Linked DNA regions of Mus musculus: regions 1 and 3 are each linked to region 2. Evidence: chromatin contacts called from public Hi-C and Micro-C data. All regions are on one chromosome and are shown on one strand. Each heading gives the region's core, a stretch centred on a gene start, on an enhancer-like site or on the middle of the called end of the contact. The rest is flanking DNA. Distances are from core to core; before and after follow the strand shown. Region 1 overlaps Cnih3 (cornichon family AMPA receptor auxiliary protein 3). Region 2 holds the start of Cnih3 (cornichon family AMPA receptor auxiliary protein 3). Region 3 has its middle 7.1 kb from the start of Gm39717.

Region 1 (4,526 bases), core at 366-2,865, 43 kb after region 2:
AGGGTCCTACAGGCTGCTCTGCTGTCCTCCTGCTCCTGCTGCTCAGTGGCAGGGTCACCTCTGTTAACGAGCCAGTGTACACAGCCATCCTCATTATATACATCTCTTTGGGCTTTCCCTGACCTGGTGACTGTTGGCTGGAGGCAGCATGGCTCTGCAAAGAGTCGCAAATCAGCCAGGCTGGACACGGGCCAGAGTCCTGCTCCCTTGGCATCTCTCCTAGACGTGCAGGGCTCTGAGCTATCTTTGTCTGCTGGTGACTGAACAGCTATCAGAGGCACAGCACACAGCCCCAGAACTAGCTGCATCTGCTAGTCTGGCCCAGACAGGGGTTGAAGATGCCAGCGTGTTCTGTGTTCAGGTTATGTTCTCCATGTCGGTCCAGGGACAGGGCAGCCGAGGTCTCCCTTGCTGGTTTGTCTGCTGATCGTAGTCCCCAGCTGTGACAGGGTGAATGAACCCTGCAGTCTCTCTCACCTACCTGCTTTCTTTCCAGTTGTTACCTGTGTCTTCTCCATAGTGACAGCTTTCACTAGACTTAGATTGTCAAGCTGATGACTTTGCCTTAGACCAGGGATGAAGACTCATAGTCAGGAGTATGGGAAAAATATCTCAGGGACAGCAACCAGTTAAGAAAGTGGCATCATTACCTACTGAGCACTGGCCCTGGGACTCTTTGTCTCTTTGCTTTATATATGTTCCTTCTTCTCCTTTTTCTTCTTCTTCTTTCCTTCCTTTTTCCTTCTTCCTCCCTCTCCTCCTCTTCTCTCTCTCCCCTCTTCTCTTCCTCCTCTTCTTTTCTCTCCCTCTCCTCCTCTTTCCCTCCCCTTCCAGCCATCTCTGTATGTTTTCATGTGTATATGTGTGCATGTGTGAGTGGTCACGGGTACACATGGACACATTTTAAGTGGTCCTCACGCTCACATGGAAAGCCCTTCAGTATGGCGAGCACATTTCTGAGCTGGCCATCTCTCTAGTCCCCATCATTTCTTTTGCTCCTTGCAGTGGCTCTGAGATAGGAACTATAATTGTCCTTTCTTTATATTTGAAGTGATGGAGGTATTATTGTTCTTTTTTTTTATTATTTGAGGTAACTGAGGTTTGGAAAGGTTAATAAAACTTGCCTGCAGTCACACAAATCAGTGAGACAGATATTGAATCCCAGCAGGGTCCCTGTGACTCACACAGAGCCCGAGCTCCCTGTGGAGTTGCCCCTCAGTGTGGACACAGAGGGAGTCCGTGCTCAAATCTAGCAGAATTCTCATTTCTGTACTCTGTACTGTGGGCTAGGCCTCTTCTCCACACTCCCTGCAGCCCGCTGAGGCAGGAACATTAGTCTTCTTATTTTATAAACAAAAAGGTCACAGTCTGGGGAGGTAAAAGGTACATTCAAGGTCAGGGAGCTAGTGATGGGTAGGTAGGTACCTATAAAGATGGAAGATACAGGGACTAGGGGTAGCTCTGCTTGTAACATGAGGGGCATATGGGAGGTGTCTGAGAGAATGGTAGATGAGGGACCACAGTGATTGTGGCTGAGTCAGCCTTCTTTAGCTGTGCTCAAGTGTCTGGCGTGATTGGCTTAAAGGAGGGGAACTTCTGACTCACAGTTTGTAAGTTTTAGTTATCGGTCAGTTCCTCTCCTGTTTTGGGACCTGCGATGAGGTCATTGTGGGGAGGCTGTGCTGGAGCACAGCTGCTTGCCTAGAGGAAAAGAGAGAAAGAAGAGAGATAGGGCAGGTGGTGGGGGGATGATGGAATATGAAGGGCTGAAATCCCACCAATATGCCCTTCAAGGCCATGTCCTAATGACGTAACTTCCTCCCACGAGGCCACACCTCCTAATGATGTAACTTCCTCCCACTAGGCCACACCTCCTCAAGCTTCTACCACATAGCACCACAGGCTGGTGACAAAGCCTTTAACATATAGGCCTTTGGGGACATTTAAGATGTATATTATTATGGCAGTATAAAGAGATCAGAGGATCATGGGACTGAATGTGGTGTATTGGTGGTCGGGGGTCAGATATACAGGAGCAGCAGACAGAAGGGTGGGTTCCATTTTATCCCTAATCATTGGCCCACTCTGCCTAGTCTAAGTGGCTCTGCCCCTTTAGACTCTGCTATGGAATTGGCCTGGTCCCATCTTGTTGGCAGGCCATAGCACAGGGATCCCTGCTCAAGATAAGAGCAGCCGCTGCCCTGTGACAGTAACAAGCTGTCCTGTGTGTGCTGTCGGGGAGATGCATCTGCTGACCCTGCTTCTCCAAAGGGCCCCACTAGATGAGACTGGTGGAGTCAGGACATGACTGAGATCTCTGTGTTGGCTTTAAAGTGCTTTCCTTGGTCTCATTAGCTCCTGGGCACATTGTTTGGGTATCCTTAGATGACAGAGGGCTGGTGCCAAGCCTGCTGGGTCACGGCCCATGTTGGTATTGATGGGTGTACTATGAAGTGTTCTTTATTCCGTCTCATAAGGGAAAGTGAATCTCATTAGCAAAGGCCGAAGACAACTAAGGAAGAGGGTGAGTGCTGGACTCCAGATCTGACCCTTTGCTGGCTGGCTCTGGGCATTACAGAGCACAGACTATCCAGTGACAACGTTATGAGTGATAGCTACTTTTTGATTATGCTTCATGGTCCTCGATGGCTGAGCAAGGACTGGGATAAATGCTTGGTACTTCATAGAGCCCCAAAACAACTGTCTGAGTCTAGAACCAGTGCTCCATCCTTCCCAGGAGCACATGAGACATTTTCCTGAGCAGCTTAGAATCAGCAAGGGAAGAGACTTAGGTAGTACTCAAGCTGCACTCATTGGTTGGGCGCTCTGTATCCCAGCCAATCAAAACGCTTCCGTAGCCTGCTTGCCTTCCAAATGTTGGCACTCCCTGCTCTAACAGGACCCCAAAGCTTGGGATTTTTCTGAAGGCATTGCTTCTATTGGAACAAGACATGGAGAGGAAGTGAGATGGTGTGTTCTGTGTCTTTCATGCACAGGTTTGGGGACTTATAGGAGGAAGCTACTTTTCTGGGGGGAGTGTTTGTTTGGGGTCAGAAATGGTCTGACCCACGTTCTCAGGTGGTGCTCACAGCCATTTCCCCCAGACTCAGACTCAGATTGCGGGTGCAATGCTTTTGGTATTTTGAAAACAGGTGTATTAGTTCTCTGGTGCTGCCTAACAAAGCACTTCTTCCTACATCAGGTAGATTACAACGAGGGCTTACTCTCTGCTCTGAAAGCTTAGTGCATGAAGACGAGGCCCGAGGCCCGGCAGGGCCACAGCACTAGAGGACCCTTCTTGGCTAGTGGCAACTCCTCAGTCTTTGGTGTCCCTTGGCTGAGAGCTGTGTCACTCTAATGACTATCTCTGCCTGCCCTTTATACTATATAATTGGCCTTCTTTGTATGTCTAGTTTTGTCTCTCATAAGGACACTCTTAGTGGACTTAGGGCCCCTGCTCTAGCATGCCTTCAACTTTTCTAATTAAATCTGTAATGACACTAAGTAAGCTCATGTATTGAGGGTCCAGGTGGACATGACATTTTGGGGTCAGTATTTAGAAAGAAGAAATCAAGTGTGTGACCTTGATGGTCCTAATGCCCCAGGACTCTGAACATAGAACTCAGTTCCTCTAGGCCAGTGGTTCTCAACCTATGGGTTGCACAACAATCCCTTTGGGAGTTCAATGACCCTTTCACAGGGTCACCTAAGACCATTGGAAAACACAGATATTTACATTATGATTCATAACAGCAGCAAAATTAAAGTCACGAGGTAGTAATAAAAACAATTTTTATGGCTGGGGGTCATCACAACATGAGGAACTGTATTAAAGGGTCTCAGCATTAAGAAGGTTGAGAACCACTGGTCCAGGCTGAGTTTCTAGAGACATAAGATCCGAGCTCATGTGTCAGAACTCTTTGGACGTTGCCTGCCAGTGCTCACTTGCCCTCCAAGGTGGTTAGCCCAAGCTTGTGCTCTGGTTTCTTGAGTCTGACTTGCTAGATTCATGGTGTATTTTCCGTGTTGCCTCTGTACTACCCAGCATCCACTGCTGCACAACTTCATGCTTGTTCATGTGTCTTCAACCCTCCCCCCACAACCCTGGTGGAGTTCTTCTTGTCCAACCTTTGTCAGAATGCAGCCAGCCCTGAAAGTCACCTGCGAGACACATCCCACACTGGTCCATGTGAAGTCTTCAGTGAGGCCCCCTCTCTGCGGTGCCTCTGCACCAGGCTTTGTTCTTGACTTGTCTTACCTCAGCCTGTCTTGTTCCCTGCTGGCCCTTCTTTGTCTCCCATCTGCCAAACCTTATCCTCCTTACAGCAGAGCCTACTTTTCTGGAATTTTTTTCTTCTACTGTGTGGGTCTGTCTTTATTGTCAACTTGACACAACCTGGAGTCTTTAAAAGTATACCTGTTTTTTAAGATTTATTTTTTATTTTATTTTATGTCTATGGATGTTTTGCCTGCATATATATCTGTGTACCACATGTGAGCTGGTGCCTGTGGGGGCCAGAAGAGGG
Region 2 (4,523 bases), core at 1,129-3,628:
TAAAAGTTTAGGGTTTAATTTTTTAAATTATAATTACCAGTCAAAAGATTGATTAAAAATAAAATATATTTTATTCAATAAAATAGTTGAGAAAATCTGAATTCAACAAATGTTGATAAAAACAACTTAAAATTCTATGAAAATATACTTCAAATGTTAAAACTACCCGACATGTACTTAAGCATAATCAAGCATTTCAAACATGAAATATTCAATAGTCATTAAAAAATAACTGTGTCTATATAAGTATACATTCATTTTAAATTCATGGTTCCACTTGTTGGAAGGCATACCTGCTTAAGGGAGAAAGCAACTCATTTGACAAGTTATAAATCAAGACAGTAAAATATGTATTTTCTAGGAAATTCTCACATACAGCATCTTAATAATTTATTTAAAATGAGACATCTAAACCCCTTTGATCTTGTGGAGGTGAGAGTAACACCTTAGACAATATATTAAACTTTATCACTCATACTTCAGAAAAATGGTGTCAGTGGGAAACATGCCATGGGAATCCCTTCTACAGACTATGCTCATGTCTGCTACAAAGAAAGTCTGGCATTCCAGCCAAGATCTCAGAAACATCTCGGAATGCTTTTTCATTAGTGTCTATTCAGTGTTTAAAGTAAAGAGTTTCCAGACTTAGAAAGACAAACATTGCATGTTCTCTCTCATAGTGGGACCTAGCACCAAATCTTGAGATTTGTGTACTTGGAGAGTCTGTAGAATTTAGGGGTGTCTCAGAGACCAGCAAAGAACAAGGGATATTGTCATTTGCTCCAGGTTGCCCACCAGAACTTGATGATAAGGTTCTATTGCAGAAGACAGGAGATGGAGAAATCAAGCTAGCATTGATTAGGGAGTTTCCTCTCTGCTTTCTACCTTTCATAGTACCACAAGGAGCTATGCAGGCTTCTGAGTGTATGTGTGGCTCATCAACAGTCTTAACCAGCTGTGAACCCAATGAATCTGAGTAATGACAATGTGGCAAGATATGCCATGGGCACAACAGTGGCATGAATGTTAAAGGGGCAATCAGCTGCTTCCCGACTGGGTTTAAGGTCTTTGAGGAGGAAACTCATGCCTGCTACTATATATCTGGCCCAGAATCCATGGTTGGGGAATTGTTCATGTCCAGAGGACACTCTCTACAATTTTGCTAAATGGAACTAGTATCAAACTGTCCTCTAACTTTGTATCTCTATACCTATAGGTTGGTGCAGCTCTTAGATCTCATGAGGGAAGTTGTTTTGTGCCGTGGAGGGCAGTTAAGGTAAATACATGACCTGTCAAAGTGCAGTGGAGTGCTCAGCCAGCCACAAATGGACAATCATATCACACTCCTTCTCCCTAAGTTTCAGGGACCATCATGGAGAGGTGGCAGAAAAGGGGCCAAAGCCTGTAAGATCCAGAGGTTGGGGAGGATGGGAGCGAAGCATTCTTTTCTGTACATAATCCGATGTTCTGAGGTGCACCTCAGATTCCCGGGGGACTTGCTTGCTACTCGTCTCTCAGGACATTTCTTCTTGCTTCCTGTGCTGACTCATCTGAAATCCAAGTTCTATCTGCAGGGTTGGATTTTTTTTTTTTTTATTGAGCAATTATGATACAATTTTTTAAGATGCTTAACCTCTGTGACAGAGGTCCCTACATTTACGGATTGACTGGGTACCAATTGCTCCCTGCTAGGTCCTGTTGGGTTTGAAGACACTCAATTGCTATTCAGGTTTTATTTAAGGAGGCTAAGAAAGTTGGAGGTAGGAGCGAGTCTGCTTTCAACAGTAAGCTCTTAGTAATGTAAGCTCTTAGTAATGCCACAGAGCAACACAGAAACACTTTCTGCACCCTTGCCTTATCCCCTCCTCCCCCACCTCCCACTCCCCACTGACCAGGTTCCAATAATCCCAAGGTCAGATGGAGCAGGATAGTGGAGGATGCGAGGGATGGGCGCTGATTCAGAATCCTATGGGGGGCACAGGGTAGAGCAGTAAAGGCACCCTAGATCAGAAGTAGATTACAGTTTGGGAAATCTGCCTAAGCAGGACCCAACCAACAGGAGCCCTCCACTCCCTCGATCCCTCACTTCCCTGCTCTGGTGTGCTCCAAAGGGCTGGAAGCCTAGGGGCGGCCGACGCGTTGTCGCCATAGCCTTCCGCCTTCCCACTCTCTCCGGGCGCACGTGCTCAAAGAGTCCCTGCCCCTCCCGCCTCCGCGCGCGCGGGGCCGCAAGTTTCCTACGAGAGGCGGGCGAGCACCGCATCTTCTCTCCGCCGCCTCCCTGGCCCCCGCCGCTGCCGCTGCAGTCTCCGCCCGCGGGGAGGGCGCGCTCTGGAGCCGGCGAGGGTGGGGCGCCGCGAGGGAGGGGTCCCAGCGCCGCATTCCTCGCGGCGCCCGCGGCAGCAGCAGAAGCAGCAGCAGCAGCAGGTGGAGCCCCATTCAGCTGCGAGCCGCTCTTGGCCGGAAACCCGCGCCGCAGCCGCCTGGCCGGGAGCTGGCCCTCCAGGCTGGAGCCCACGCCGCCCCGGCCCGACCCAGTTTCCCAGGCACCGGGTTACCGAAGCCGGCGGCCGGGGGACGCGGTTGGGTCCGGGGCCGGATGCATCTCAGTGCGCATAGCTGCGCTGGGAGACCCCAGCCCGGGGCGCAGGGCTAACGGGACCTGGCCCACCTCAAGACTTGTGCTCTGGGGACAGAGCGGCTTTGGGATTCGGAGTCCAGGCACCTGGCCGGAGGCTGTTGAAGTCTGGGTGTCGTGCTCACCCCACCTCTTTGCTTGGGCACCAACAGAGAGAGCTCTTTCCAGAGGACCGGACCTCCTCGCCTGGTCCAGAGTGGAGTCCTCGCACCCGGTGCCTGTTAGTTTCGAGAACCTTTCTAGTTGACACTGGTCTGCAGGTGTTCTCTGCTGGTTAGGTTTCTTCTTCGGCTAGGGGGACTGTTGCTACCAGAGGCATTCTGTGCCTGTGGGCGCTCCAAGTCCCGGGTCTCCAGTCCTGCCAGAATCGTCCGGGCTTCGCTGACCCTCAACTCTGTCTCTGCTTGTCGTGGGTGCTTCTAGTCGTTTGGGTTTTTACCCGGAGTGTGTAGACTAGACATCTTTCTGACTGCTAATTGGGAAGGCACTGGTCTCCAGGGAGCGGCTTTGTGTGTGGTGGGATCCGGGGTCCTCAGCCATGGCCTTCACTTTCGCTGCTTTCTGCTACATGCTGTCCCTGGTGCTCTGCGCTGCGCTCATCTTTTTCGCTATCTGGCACGTGAGTAACCTGCAGAGGCTTCTAACTCTCCTGTACCCCAAAGTCCTCCCTCCCCCCACGCCCACCTCATTTCCTCATTTCACCGGCCTTTTAGACATAGCAGGCGTGGGCGGACCGCGAGGTCAGGCAGAAGTACTTTCTGGGCAGACCTTGTCCATCTCCCCTGTCCCGGGGCAGGAGACACAGTTCTTGGCATCCTGAGACCAGGCGGTACCGCGCCGGGCGCCTACCTGCCTTGGCTGGAGCCAGTGACTGGTGGAGCCTCCCTGCGGGGCACATTCCTGGGCGTGGCAAGGTGTCCCAGCCAGGCCAGGAGTAGTGGCTCAAAACCCCATCTGCTGGGCTTCCGCACCCCACTCCCTTCTCTCCTGCCTGCAGGAGAGAAGAAGCCCTGCCAGTGTCCCAGGCAATTAGTCAAGTAACTATAACAACTAAACATTTAAAATGTCAGCATCTGTGGTGGGTTGCGTTTAGACATAATTGGAGACGAAGTGGAAACACAACCAGAGCGCCTTGTAAGAAAGAGGAAGCAGGGAGAGGCCAGGCAGGAAGGGAGGGAAATCAAGAGAGATGGGAGTGAAGAGAGAAGAGGGACGGAGGAAGACCGGGATAAATAAGGCTCTAGGTGCTGTAGATCTGACCAGGTCCCATCATCCCCAGGGCACGAGCTTCCACTCGCCATGGAGTGCAGACGGGTCCTAGATCGTCAGGTGTGGTGTGTGGAGCTGTGTGGATCGGAGGACTCCTAAAGGGGAGTAAGGAGGAGGACACAGGAGGATCTGATCTCCTGGGGACTGTGTCACATTTCACAAACCCTTGACCCACTAGCTTCCTTCCGAGGCTGCTTATGGGCCCTCTTCTCACTCTGCAAAGGCCGATCAGAAGGGCCAAGGTTCCAGTGATTGACAGGCACCACTAACAACTCAGTCTTGCCCTTCCAGCAGGGTTGGAGGTGATGGAGGGACCCTGAGATGAGCTCCTGGAGGCCTGGCTCTGGGGAGCCTTGGAGAGATTGTGTACAACAGGAGATGACCTAGAAGGAAGAAGACTGAGGCGCAGTTGAGATGCTGATGTTTTGTCTGAGTGGTCTGTAGTGTGAGAGGGTTTATCTTAACATAGTTCCCTGAGTCTCCTGCTCTAAGGGGCCAAGTGACAAGGAGCAGAGGGAACGCGCCTGGGGAGGAGGAAGGGACTTCTAACCACCGGTCCTGAAAAGACCCTGTAGATCACATCTAAGCTTCCGCTTCTTCCTAAGCTTGCATAATC
Region 3 (4,726 bases), core at 321-2,820, 53 kb before region 2:
GAGTGGAGATGGATGGCTATTGCCAACCAAGTCGTTACAGCTAACTCTGTAGGGTGAACAGGCGACCAGCAGTTTCCAGACCTTGAAGAGTCTGTGATAGCTGCGGGAGTTGGCAGCTGTTGCCAGAATTCCTTCTCTGCAGAGTGTAAATAAACATTTATCCCCTCCTCATAGGCCCCTAGGTATGATTCCATCAAAGCTTTACTTAGTGAACCAGTGACTTCAGCTGATGGGTTATAAGGAGTGTGGGGGACCCCCACACCCCCTGCCAAAGCAGGGGCACTAGGAAGTCTCACTCAGAGTGGGAAGATGGCTTCTCAGAGCTGCATGGATGGACACGCCTGTCTCCCACTTTCCTCTAGTTAATCTTCCCTAGTGTGTGTGTACTCTAGCACCTCTAGAAGCCACAGGCAATTAGGGCAAAATTGCACACAAACGTCTGGGTGGTCACAGGAATCCTAGATGAGGGTGCAGTGAAGCTCCGCACCCGTTCCTCCTCTATAGCAACAAGCAGCAGGCCTCGTGAGATAGTCTCTTGCAAGCAGGCACAGCTGATTTGCTGAAGACGGTGGCTGTTTTGTTCAGAAGATCTCATTCTACAGGAGCTGAGCCTTCTGTGGGGACAGGTGACCTTTCACTTGCAGAAAGGGACAGAGGGAACCAGAGGCCACATAGCTGGCTCCTTTCTCTGCTGACTGAGTCCTCCATCCATGCCTTTGAGCTTGCCTACGCACTGTGTTGATGTTGCTGCTGCTCCTGTTAGCTCTCCAGGATTATCTCCACAACTTGTTGCCGTACAAGATCCCCAACACATTCTTTTCGCTGTCTCATGACCGTCTGATAATGGCCAGAGGGCTTCGACTTCTCAAAACTTCTGCCCACAGTTTCTGGTTCTCTTCCTGGCCTTGGCCTGAAGGCTCTCTAGGACTTGGCCCTGAACACCTTTCACCTTTCTCATGCACAGTGCCTGTCTCTGTTCCCACACTCACCACATCCTCCCCTGACCATGCCATTTCGACTTCTGTGGTTTTGCCGATGCCCTGTATAATCCACCGGCAGTCCAGCCCACCCCTTCCTGTAGCTTCTCTACTGCAGTGTTTCTTCTCCTTCTGCTCAGAACTCCAGTCAATTGCCTTCCAGACTGTGAGTTCCATAAGGGCAACCGCTGGATTCCGTCCACCCCTGTGACCCAGCAGCCTCCACCACACAGGGTTCCATTCGTAGTAGCCTCTTGATGGATGCCCGCAAATGAGCGGATACTATCCATGTCACACAGTGTGGGTAATTGGAGCTTGGCTGTGAAGTCTGTGGCAAGAGTTCTAGATCGTCTGATCTTTTCCACAGCCACAAGTTCAAACCAAGGTGATGCCGAGGCTGGGGATGCAGTCTGCGGGAAGTCTGACCAGAAATACACCGTCTCTCCTTCCCTTTTGTGCCTGTGATTTTGTTTCATGATCTCGAGTTGAAATTTTCTCTTGGAAACTTGAAACATAACCAAAATAGCTCCTACTGTGTCACCCAGTAATAAAGCGTTCCGAGCCCTTCATTTCCCTGCAAACATCTCCCTTGAAAATCAACTCTGCTACAAAGTGGGGCTAATTCAGCTGCCACCCATGCGGATGCAGTTGTGAGCAGGAGTTTAAAAGGGACATTTTTAGCTTCTCCAAAGTGTCAACAAGCTAAGAGTTTCATTCATGTAAAAAATGTAAATAAATGCAGCTGTATCTAAGTGGCCGTGTGGACACAGCCGTGCTAAGCTAAGTGGCCATGTGGACAGTAAGCCTGACACAGCCGTGCTAAGCTAAGACACCGGGAGGGGGTGGGCACACCCTGACCGAAGCACCCAGCTTGGAGGGGAGTGAAGGAGCACTAATAAATATATATATTTAGAAAACTCATGTGGTAAAACTTGTACCCACAGCTCAAGTTTGTTTGTTTGTTTGTTTGTTTGTTTGTTTGTGTTTGTTTTTGTTTTTCTACTGTGAGAGCTAGCAGAATTCATAACGATTGCTTAAGAAAAACAAAGAACTGGCTGCTCACCAAAACCAATGGAATATTGACAACAGGAAGTTCATACATATAGAACTTGCACGTTCCCACTCTCTATCTCTGAGCTCAAAATAATGAAATAGTCTCAAGTTCCTCGCTGGGATCCTTCATTCACTGTATTAGAAGAGTCCTCCAGAGTAATGGAACTTATACAATGAGTCTCTATATATAGAAAGGGGATTTATTAGAATGGCAGGCTGTGGTCTAGCTAATCCACGTATGGCTGGTTATGAATGGGAAGTCTAAGAATCCAACAGTTGTTCAGTCCACCCAGCTGGATGTCTCAGCTAGGCTTTAGTATGCACCGGAATCCCAAAGAGGTAGGCTCTAACGCCAGCGAAAGACTGGACTTGCTAGCAAGGCAAGGGCAAGCAGGCACAGAGCAAAATTTTCTTCTTCTTAAAATAGGCTCCCAGCAGGAGGTGTGGTTCAGATTAAAGGCTTGTCTCTCTGCCTCTAGATCCAGATTAAAGCCTGCCTTTTTCCCCCCCATTTCAGAGGATCTGGATTAGAGATGTGTCTTCCTACCTCAAAGATTCCATTAAGCTAAAATCCCTCACAGGTGTGCCCTCCTTTTTTTTTGGATTTTAGTTCCAGATATAGTCAAGTTGACAACCAAGAATAGCCTTCACATTAAGTTAAACGGTGTTCGAGTTTCAAAAACTAGATTGCCAGAAATCAGCTTTAAAGTCTGTTTGAAGATAGAATGTAGTTTTTCATTAACATGTCATTGAGCTAAAAAAAAAAGCCAAGTCTGATGATCTGAGGTCCAGCCCTGGGGCCATCGGATAGAAAGAGAGAACCAATTCCTGCGAGTTGTCGTCCGATCTCTGTGGGAACAGGACTGGGGGCGGGGGGGGGGGGGGAGGCAACAGAGTCCTGGGATGAATCCCAGGAAACCCTACTCCGGAGACCAGCATCAGGGCGCCGATCTGAATTTTTTGCGCAGCCCATAAGCCTACCTACAGTGTTTGAGCCAATCCTCATCTCTTAAACCCTTGTATTTTGCCACATCTTTGCCATCCTCCAACGCAAGCCCTGCCTAATGAGGTTACTCAGAAGAAGTGGGGGGCGGGGGGTTGTGAAGTCAGGGGAGGCAGCCACCACCCTGGCCTCAAGTCCTTTTTTGCTGTTTCACCAGTGTTCTGGGAGCCATCTTAGACCTAATGCCATATAGACTCTTTGAGGAGTCACAGAAGTCTGTGGTGCCTGGCTCTCCATCTCACGTTTCCTTCACACATTGACTTCTACACCCCCCACAGATCTCCATGCGTACCCTTACCTCAATAAATAAGCAAACGAGCAAGCAAGCAAGCAAATAAATAAATTAATATATTTTTAAAATGTCATGTAGCCAGGTTCCTGAGCTAGCCCACTAAAGCCATTTACACTTAAAATATTGATAGCATATTGCATTTTTGTGAGAAAATATAGTAAGAGAACATTTTCATCGTTATATTTGTATTTATAGAAATAATTTAATGTCCTGTTGTTGATATTTATTAACAAAGGTTTTTCAATTTTACTGAATGATGGTGTCTGTGGAAAAGTAGATTTAATTAAAGGCTGAAACACACATGGGTACTGTGGTGGAAATTCTAAAGGGAAAATTTGGGCCTTTCCCAAGGCTTGCTAATATGTTATTATATGCTCCTGTTTTTTTTAATCTTTAATGACCAGTATATTCCAATTATATTTATATTCCAATCACATTTCCAAATATACGGTATCCTTTTCCTAATATGGACGAGTCATTGAATATAATACTTAATACTTACCATTCATAATTAAGGTCATTTTGGCTTTGGTTTGTAGTGGAAGAGAACGGGGATAGAAAGGAGGAGTATCTGTCCTGGAATAATTGAGCAAAAGTGAGTTGAGAGGAGAGAGGAAAATGGGCCTTAAAGGGGCAGCGTAAGACGACGAACATCCAGGATTGGCTGGACACTGGGCTGTGTCAGCAATAAAGTATGTGATGCTTGCAAAGAAGAAACAGCTCTCAGATCCCCGAAGGGTAGGGACCACAGAGCAGCAAGCAAGGACAGCTCACAGAGAGCACAGAAAAGATCCTCCGATCGATCGATCTATCGATCGGGTGTTTCTGGATAGATGTGTGTTTTTAGATCGATCGAATGTTTCTAGATCGATTGGGTATTTTTAGATCGATCGGGTGTTTTTAGATCCGTGACCCACCGCATCCCCACCAAGAAGCTTGAGTTTCTGAGTGTAATTTTGATTTTCTTTCTCTCTCATGTGCATACTAACTGCTCATCCTATTCTGAAACCCTGTTTTCCTTTCCTTCCTCCTCCATCCCAACACACTCTAAAACGCTTGACACCTTCTTCTAACTCGATGCCTTTGATGGAGGACAGGCCATCAGACCTTTCCCACCAACAAAAGCTCAGTGGTTTCCAGTTTTCTTCATACACTGATGCTTCCTTCCTGTGTGCAGGACTTCCTAGTCCATCCCTCCCGCCGCCCCCTCCGCCCCCCTCCGCCCCCCTCCGCCCCGCCCCACCTCCTGCCAATCCTTCTGCTCTCTCACCACGGGCTGGGTAGAACCTTTCCTGCGGGTCAAAACCACCACAGCCACCCCAGGCTCCACACCGTGTAGCTGATGTTTATCTTCTTGACAATCCTGCTTTTCTTCCCCGCTTGTTCAAGTTCCATTCATTT

What was found. Hi-C and Micro-C count contacts between places; a contact is called where the count stands out from the background.
Region 1: a Micro-C map of muscle stem cells shows a contact between it and region 2, with 4 times the contacts expected there. The contact joins the enhancer-like site here to the promoter of Cnih3 in region 2. A contact is called at or near these places in 5 of 39 promoter capture datasets (embryonic stem cells, frontonasal cranial neural crest, hippocampal neurons and 2 more), 1 of 484 Hi-C or Micro-C datasets (muscle stem cells), 6 of 115 datasets of contacts at active chromatin or transcription factors (the 3134 cell line, VIP interneurons, embryonic forebrain and 2 more) and 1 of 9 other capture datasets (pancreatic islet).
Region 3: a contact with region 2 is called in a Hi-C map of neutrophils, with 1.9 times the contacts expected there. The contact joins the enhancer-like site here to the promoter of Cnih3 in region 2. A contact is called at or near these places in 10 of 39 promoter capture datasets (the 3T3-L1 cell line, 3T3-L1-derived adipocytes, the HPC-7 cell line and 7 more), 16 of 484 Hi-C or Micro-C datasets (the BV-2 cell line, the CH12 cell line, ECoMG-derived neutrophils and 11 more), 3 of 115 datasets of contacts at active chromatin or transcription factors (double positive thymocytes and embryonic stem cells) and 1 of 9 other capture datasets (pancreatic islet).

Annotation. Positions count from the first base shown.
Region 1 is chr1:181,393,791-181,398,316 of GRCm38.p6, forward strand. All of the region lies in intron 1 of Cnih3 (cornichon family AMPA receptor auxiliary protein 3), which reads left to right. Among named protein-coding and RNA genes, the nearest start is that of Cnih3, 43 kb to the left of the region's middle. Within about 2 kb of position 1,616, at least 91 of the 459 cell types and tissues checked have an H3K27ac peak or open chromatin away from gene starts, as enhancers often do. A contact at or near this core is called in hippocampal neurons, muscle stem cells and pancreatic cancer cells, where this site is marked.
Region 2 is chr1:181,350,250-181,354,772 of GRCm38.p6, forward strand. It overlaps Cnih3 (cornichon family AMPA receptor auxiliary protein 3), which reads left to right and starts at 2,379. Exons shown (of 6, transcript NM_001160211.1): 1 at 2,379-3,257. The coding sequence starts at 3,177.
Region 3 is chr1:181,298,286-181,303,011 of GRCm38.p6, forward strand. No RefSeq gene overlaps it. Among named protein-coding and RNA genes, the nearest start is that of Gm39717, 7.1 kb to the left of the region's middle. Within about 2 kb of position 1,571, at least 19 of the 459 cell types and tissues checked have an H3K27ac peak or open chromatin away from gene starts, as enhancers often do. A contact at or near this core is called in neutrophils, where this site is marked.